3 separate regions of the Zea mays genome follow, and all the other regions are linked to region 3. The links are chromatin contacts, called in public Hi-C maps. All regions are on one chromosome and are shown on one strand. The core of a region is the stretch at or near the end of the contact, and the rest is flanking DNA. Distances in the headings are between cores, read along the strand shown. Region 1 holds the start of LOC100383438. Region 2 holds the start of LOC100216620 (Ribonuclease H2 subunit B). Region 3 holds the start of LOC103646317 (C2 and GRAM domain-containing protein At5g50170).

Region 1 (2,700 bases), core at 180-2,679, 300 kb before region 3:
GTCAGCATCACCTCGAGCATCCTGTGAACCTTACAGGGGTAGCAGCATGCAGACAGGCTAGACAACAATACAGGGGAAACTAGCGTGCACCTCATCAATTCAGAATCCCCGAAAACGCTACTACGAACACAATGAGACGAGCTCACAGCGCACCATGTGAACTGGGTGAAACAGCATGCTACGCCAGCTAAGCTAGTGGCGAATGCCAAAAACTCTGTTGACATATATATATGATCCAAAAAAGAACTTAAAAACATACAGCATATGCGTCCGTCGGCAAGCTGACATCATTTATCCAGGTTGGGAGATTTTGATCACTTACCTACCGGAAAGGCGGAAACCTCGTCATATGCGGAAGTAAAAAACAAGTTGATCACTACAACTAGTGATCAAAGAGAGAGGAAAAATTGGAGCACCAAACTGTTGCACAGTTATGAACGGTAGGCTACAAAGCGTGACTATATTTTTATATTTGTGACAGCTAAGACCGACTAGTATGGCTCCGTGGTCTTAGACATCACATCAAACCCGTGCTCCAATCATCACTTAACCTGTTAGCCAGTCAGAGTAAACCACAATTTGCCTCTACAAGATATAATTTTCCACGCGCCCAGATTTCAAGACCTACTAATATGTACAATCTGGTCGTATGCACACGAGAACTACTCCTATATTGTTGGTGCAAATATCATCCACGTATCTGAACCTGGCAGATCCTACAAGCTAATCTGCATCCTCTGCTTTGCATGCGCACGAAACGATGGACTGCTACCAGATTGCGTTTCCACAATCAACATCTAAGCTCACCAAAAATCGTGATCGGCAGAAACACCCATCATGGCATGCCTCACCTAATTTAAGATCCATGCACGGCAGGGAACTCCCGTAACATTAGTCGTGACTCAATCAATAGATTCCAAGGAGATGGAGGGAGGTAGCGGCGATTACGGGCGGCTACCTTTGGAGGATGCCTTCGCGGTGGTGGGCTGGACCGCGGCGATCTCCTCGATCACGGCGCCGCTTGAGCCAGCAGCCGACGCAGAAACGCGCTCACCGCCTCCCGCGGCGAGGGCGACGACCTTGCCGACCGGGGACGCGGCGATCGCGCGCATGGGGACGACTGGGGCGCCAGCGACACGCGCGGGCGCATCGCGGCAGCATACCGACGCCTTTTCCTTAGCTGCGGCCATTGGAGCGGGTTCGCGAGCTGACCGTGTCCGTAGTCTCCTCCTCCGCCTCCGCCTCGCCGGCTCCCACGATCTGACATACAGCACAGGCCTCCGCCTCCCGCGCCTTCTGCCCCCTCCCCTCACAGCAGCCTCCTCGTCGCCGGGGACCCTCGCGCGTACGGATCGGGGCTAGGGTTCCGGGAACCCTAGGCAAGGGAGCGGGGTTCTCTCCGTCCGCGAGGAGCCGCCGAGGGAGGCAGGGAGGGAGGGGGGAGGGAAACGGCAGCCGGTGGGAGACGGGGGTTTGGAATGGTGGGGGTGGTGGCGTTGGCGAGACTGGGAGGGAGAGTAGTGTTGGGTTGTGTGCTGCCTGCTGCGTCGAGTGATTTGGAGAGCGATGCGTCGGGGCCTCACGTGGATTTTATAGAAAGGCAGGGGAAAGGCGCTGTGGATGGGCTGGATTGTTCTGTTTTTTTTTTTTGCGTTTTCATTTTTCTATTCTTGTTGCGATTAGGTTATCGCTTTTGCATTAAGGCGACGGGTACTAATTGGCCTGGAAAATTCTGGAATCTACTCCGATTTTGTGTTTGTGTATGTATAATGGGATAAAAAATCATTTCACAAATGTTTCTATCTCTCTTTATTTTATTTTCATCAACCTTTTTCATTTCCTTTATTTTTTTATTAAACTATTTTAGAACCATCGAAGTAAATAATTATTAAATTTTAGATTATACAAAAAAAGGTTTTGGTCTAGATCTATCATTTCACAATTCTTTCTATCTCTCTTGTTATTTTCTTTCATCACAACTTTTTTATTTTTTTAAAAACTTTCTGGGTTCAACTACTTTAGAACCGAGGAAACATACACTTCGATTAGGTGTCTATTAATAAATTTCAGATTCTACAAATAGCATTTTGGTCTATATTCTTTCTCATATGATACAGTAGCTTATCTTGCTCAATAAAAAGCAGGCTCGGTTTAAACCTTCTCCTCAAAACATTTTTACCCCCAAAAAAAAGAAACTAGCTTGAATTAGTTGAAACTGTTTTCATGTAACATTTTCTGGTAGATGTCGTTGTAAAATGATGTTGAAGTACGGAATCCCATCTCGCACACAACAAGCCATAAATCTACATGACATTGCAGTCAAGGTGCGCCTATCACAAAATCGTACATTAAGCTCTCTTATTACATTATGGACCTACTAATAAAAATGTGATAGGAGGCTTGTTGTGGTACTCGTAAAAAAATGTGACCATTTACTTGATTAGAGTGGATGGCCAAAATCACCTATTTACTTCCTAGGATAGCTGAAATATATATTTATTGAATTGTAATTTGTGTAAACTTAAGTATAAAATTATTTCTTTAGATCTAGTTGATGCGTGCACGATTTACTTAACTGTGGTAAAATCTTTTTATTTGTACAACTTTAGTTATGACATAATTTAATTAACATAAGCTATATGTGTCATACGTACACATTTGGTTTAAAGAAACACAACAAATAACATAATTATTAATAAA
Region 2 (2,700 bases), core at 118-2,617, 270 kb before region 3:
CGGGCGATGGAGAAGACGGCAAGGGCGACGGGTTCCTCGACGTACATAGCTGCTACATAATATTTGGGGGCCCACCACCAACTTGTCCTCGAGGCAGCGAAAGCAGGAGCGCCGGGAGGTTTTTTTTGGTCGAGGTAGTGGCACCGGTCTACTTATATTGGTCCGACCGTGCCATCACATTCGACAGGGATGACCACCCGGATTACATCCCAAATCCCGAGAAGTATCCGCTCGTTGTCGATCCCATCATCGGCAACACTCGCCTCACCAAGGTGCTCATATATGGAGGCAGCAACCTCAACATCATCTACGCGAAAACCTTGGAGCTCATGGGGATCGAAAGATCCCAGGTTCAGGCTGGGGCTGCGCCATTTCACGGCATCACCCCTGGCAAAAAAGTGCATCCCCTCGGGCGGATTAATCTTACCGTATGTTTCGGGACTCCCGCCAACTTTAGAAAGGAGGCCCTCACCTTCGAGGTGGTGGGGTTTCGAGGCACCTACCACGCCGTGCTCGGGAGGCCGTGCTACGACAAATTTATGGCCGTCCTGAACTACACCTACCTGAAGTTGAAGATGTTGGGGTCAGCAGACATCATTACCGTCGGCCTAACGTACCGCCACACCTACGAGTGCGACGTCGAGTGCGTCGAGTACGTCGAGACGCTTATTGTCGACTTGGAGAACCTCGCCGGGGAGGTTCCCGACCCCAAGAAGCATGTCGACAACTTCGAGCCGGTGGAAGCAACGAAGATCGTCCCTCTCGACCCCAGCGGCTCCGGCGAAAAGATATTGCGGATCGGCTCCCAGCTCAAGCCCAAATAGAAATCAGTGCTCGTCGACTTTCTCCGCGCAAACGCTGAAGTATTGTGTACTGCTCTGGTGTGCACTCTATTTGGCTGAATTGCTCATTGTATTTTGTTCTTGCTAATTGCATACTGCTCTGCACTATATTTGGCTGAATTGTGTACTGCTATGGTGTGCACTCTATTTGGCTGAATTTATCATTGTATTTTGTTCTTGCTAATTGCGTACTGCTCTGCAATCTAGTTGTGAAGCAGCGATGATCTGAAAACTGAATTTTACTTCTCTGTGTTCTATTTGGCTGAACAAAGTGGGCTGGCTGCGTGGGGAGCTGTGGCCAGTGGCCTGCAGGCGCATCTGAAATGAAGTGGGCTGGGATTTCTATACTGGGCCGTTCTGTGCGTTAGTGAAGGAGAAGGGCGGCACATCACCGTTGGATCGGAGATCGACGACGAGCGCACGGCAGCGTGCCGTAAGGCAGCCGATCTGGTTGTGCAGTCGTGCTGGCCTGGCACCCGCCTTTTCGGGCGGCAAAACCCTACGACTGCAGGACTACGCCCACTGACTTCCCGCGCGCGCGCTCCCGCTCCCGCTGCCGGGCCGGTTTCAGCCCCATCAGGCAATCCCCTCTCCCCCTCCGCCCCCCAGCCGAAGCAGACCCAATGTCCTGCGGTAGAGGCAGCACCGGCGAAGTCGAAGGAGGCAAATCGGTCGCCGCGATGACGCCGTGGCACGACAGCTTGGCGCCGCCGCCTCGCGTCCTCATTTCCCACCGTGAGCACCCACCCGCACCCTCGACCTTCCGTTTGTGCCCTATACTGCTCTAGTTCGAACTAGGGATTTTGGCCGCGGGATGAGTGTTAGGGTAGAGCACAGGCCATCAACTGATTCTACTGTTCCGGATTTGTGTCATTTGGGTTTCTGTTGCACTTTGCGGTTTCGGATTTTGAACTCATACCTTGAATTTTTTTCTTCCCGCGGACGTGCTCAGGCGGTCAGGCCTCAGCATGTATTTGTTACTTTGAGTTCCAATCGAACGCCAGCTGGTTCTAACTGTTCAAATTGCGCAGGTGCCATTGGGTTTTGAAGATTGATTTTTTTTTGTGGGGAGACGTTGCTGATGACAGTTTATTGAAGATTTTTTTGTATGAATTGAGCTCGGCGTTTTTAGTCAGACCCACAATTCATATTCCTTTGCGCGTTGCAGGCCCTTCTGATGCCAGCGGTCAAGGGATTGTTCTGTCACTTCAACATCCAAGATCAGGTGAAGTGATGGACCTATGTGTGCATACCTAGTGTTTTCCAGTATGAGCTTCTGATCCAGAAATCTAGACAAATACGATATGATATGCGATTGCCATCTTGGCGCTTGCGAATAGTCGGTCAACATCTCGAACTTGACCTTTGTCTTGTCATGAACCAGGAGATGAAGTAGGGTATCTATTTATTGATGGCCAACTACAAGAGATCAACTGGTTTAAGGAGCGTTATGGTGCTTGGTTCTTGGGAGATTATGTTTGTGAAGGTATGTACAATAGTGAAATATCTATACACATGTACAGTTTCCCATTACCTCTCAAATGTGTATGTTTCCCCACTTTGTGTTAATCATGCCACTTATCACCGTGTAGCAATGAATAGACATTTTCATGACACACACACGGTTTTCTTCCCTACCACTTCAAACCATCTTGTTAAATCTATCTAAAAAGGAATATTATAAGATAATGAGATGAGTTTTTTTATACCATATATGGCACATTTACATTCCGAGTGCCGAGTAGTATAATGCTTGAAATAAAACATTTCTGAGCAGATATCAGACTGCATTCTGCTTCAGTGCCTCATTTAGCATTCAATGCTCTCCCTTATAGATGGTGGCCTTTATTATTGCACC
Region 3 (2,700 bases), core at 194-2,693:
GGATCTGGATCTTATTAAGAAATTCTGATTTACAAGCATTTGCCGTCATTTGAGTTTATTGGACTATACTCTTTCCATTTGGCAATGTTTGTCTATCGTCTTGGGACTTGAGAGGATGTCTCTCAATACCCTATGTCCAATGAAGATATTATTAGAGGAGTACTTAGCCTATCTCTAGCAGATTTTATATTATATAAACAGCGCAGTTTACAGCTCTGCTGAGCGCGGTCTTATTGGGCGTGTTTGTGACCCAGATTTTATATTATATAAACAGCGCAGTTTACAGCTCTGCTGAGCGCGGTCTTATTGGGCGTGTTTGTGACCCTGTCCTTGGCCAGCTCGGCCCGTTCAACTGGTCCAGGCTGAGGCTAGCCACTCCCGGCTACTGCAACTCACTTTGTTTGCGCACTTGTACCATATGAGTCTGACTCAGATGAGCTGATGTTTGTCACCCAATATGCAGCCAGGCTAGAAGACCAAAACTACCTAAACGCGGAATCTTTGCGCCACGAGCAGCCAGGCTCCCAGGAAACGGACCTTGAGCTCGTTTCTGTGGAGCCAGGCTGAGAGACTCAATTTGCACGTGCATAGTCTGGCTCCCGAACAATCCAGACGACGCAAACACAGAAACTGCAGCCTGGGAGTGCAGCCAGGCTACTGGGTCATGGCGGCAAACACGTCCATTGTAAATATTTTGACTCCGCATACAAAGTAAATGCTTTGAAATTATTGCCATGTAGCTACGATCGAGTAATGTTTGTTTTAGAGCGCCGGTGAAGATGGGCAAACCGCTGCTTGGCGCTCCTCGAAGAAGCCTTAGAAAAATTGCTGTTGGCAAGCCATGCGTTCATGGTGGTTTTGTCTTGCCTTTATCCGCTTCTACTTCTGGAGAGACGAGACCGGCGCATGTGCTACACGAGTGACACCACGACGAGCAGGCACGGACGGTCATCTGACATCTGGAAGGCCCGAAGAATTCAAAGCCGCGCCGCGAACGCAACGCCTTCGCATCGCTCGCGGCTCGCCGTGACAACTGTGGGGGTGTTGGGTTTAGTCTAGGAACTAATTTTTAGTTATTTTATTTTATTTTATTTTAATCTTTAAAATGTTAAATATAGAAACTAAAATATAGTTTTAATTTTTATATTTAATAATTTAAGGACTAAAATGAATAGAATAGAGAAAATAAAAATTATTCAAAAAACCAAACACTTCCAAAGAGCTTCGGAGCTTTCAGCTTTCTTTCCCCCACTTTCTCAGTCAGTCAGTCAAGACTCAAGACGTTAACGCCGAGCCCAAACCGGAAACCGCGCCGCCTCATCGTCCCAGCGCCGCGTGTCGCGCTGCTCATTCCGCCGCGTGCCCGCGCCATCGGCACACGTCAGGCAGGGCCCCAGCCCCCACCTCCAAACTACTAGTACAAGTCTACAACCACGCTTCCCAGCCCGCCCGCCAAGGTCCCTACTACTTAAATAGTTAAATTCCGAGCCAAGGTCCCTCCTCATAGCTAGCTACCGCGATCGACCGCCATGCGGCTCTACGTGTACGTGCTCGAGGCGCGCGGGCTACCGGCGCCGCGTCAGCGCCGCGGCGGCGTCGTGCTGTTCTACGCGAAGGTGACGGTGGGGAAGCAGCGGTTCCGGACGCGGGCGGTGGAGGCGTCGGATCTGGGCGGCGCGGCAGTGGCGGCGGCGTGGAACGAGGAGTTCGTGTTCGCGGTGGGGTCGGACGGAGCTGCTGGGGGCGAGGAGCTCGAGGTCGCCGTGGCGCGGCGGGGAGCGAGAGGGAGGGAGGTGGTGGGCACGGTCAGGCTGCCCGTGCCGGCCGCCACCGCTGCTGCTGGTGCCCCGGGGGAGAGGCGGTCCGTGCCGCCGACGTGGTTCACGCTGCAGCTGCAGCGACGGCGGAAGGGCGTTGTCGGCGTCGACGGTGGCGACGAAGCCGCGGCGGATTGCGGTGCGTGCACAAGTTTGCTTTCGCGAGCATGATACATACGCTTGACGTTTCTGCCGTGCTGTGCTTATGCGTCTTTGCCAGTTCCTGCCGCTTGCCGCTTTTCAGGCGTCTAAACTTCAGTAACCGTTTGTCATTGGCAAGTACTCTGATAGTCGGATTGCGGAGTACGGACTACGAAGTCGGTCGCATACGTGATACGTCTGATAATTATTAGTTACCGTGATGCTTAGTACGGAACGTCAGGTTCTAATCTGATAGAACGCTGATCCTAGTGTTGTGGCTAGGGGTGGCAATGGATCGTGATCCAAATGCTTCTTCACAAAATTACAGGACCCTATATAAATTTAGTTTAAAAAATAAATAGAAATATAGTCCGATTCTAATCCGATCCAATTCTTAAATCTTATAGTCTAAAATTTAGAGCTCATTGTCACTAAATTAAATTAGTGTCTCTTGGTCGGCCTCTCCCCTGGCCAAATGTACAAATAAAATCTGGACTATTCGTCCAACGTTAAATTGGCCTATTTTATGGAAAAAAAAACCTCTTTTCTATATATTTATAGAAAAACTCCCCGCCCGTCTAGTCGACAGTCGTTAAATGTTGGATGAAAGGTTCAGATTTAATATGTTCAAAGCATGCACATAAATCTAGGATTGACCACTTTTTACTTGGGATAGAAATGCTAGTGACGGGTGATGGTACGCTTTAGGCAATTCAATCAACGGCAATGAGTTTGAATATGA

What was found. A called contact is a pair of places that touch in the nucleus more often than the background predicts.
Region 1: a Hi-C map of bundle sheath shows a contact between it and region 3, with 2.5 times the contacts expected there. The contact joins the promoter of LOC100383438 here to the promoter of LOC103646317 in region 3. A contact is called at or near these places in 4 of 25 Hi-C or Micro-C datasets (bundle sheath, ear, leaf and 1 more).
Region 2: a Hi-C map of leaf shows a contact between it and region 3, with 6 times the contacts expected there. The contact joins the promoter of LOC100216620 here to the promoter of LOC103646317 in region 3. A contact is called at or near these places in 11 of 25 Hi-C or Micro-C datasets (bundle sheath, ear, endosperm and 3 more) and 1 of 3 datasets of contacts at active chromatin or transcription factors (leaf).

The regions. Positions count from the first base shown.
Region 1 is chr2:39,702,813-39,705,512 of Zm-B73-REFERENCE-NAM-5.0, reverse strand. LOC100383438 reads right to left here and starts at 1,429. Exons shown (of 12, transcript NM_001362084.1): 1 at 959-1,429. The coding sequence starts at 1,190.
Region 2 is chr2:39,673,320-39,676,019 of Zm-B73-REFERENCE-NAM-5.0, reverse strand. LOC100216620 (Ribonuclease H2 subunit B) reads left to right here and starts at 1,367. Exons shown (of 10, transcript NM_001143033.1): 1 at 1,367-1,577; 2 at 2,011-2,067; 3 at 2,227-2,328; 4 at 2,678-2,700. The coding sequence starts at 1,466.
Region 3 is chr2:39,402,909-39,405,608 of Zm-B73-REFERENCE-NAM-5.0, reverse strand. LOC103646317 (C2 and GRAM domain-containing protein At5g50170) reads left to right here and starts at 1,443. Exons shown (of 7, transcript XM_008671046.4): 1 at 1,443-1,956. The coding sequence starts at 1,530. It overlaps LOC103646318 (protein FAR1-RELATED SEQUENCE 6), which reads left to right. Exons shown (of 3, transcript XM_008671049.3): 3 at 1-58.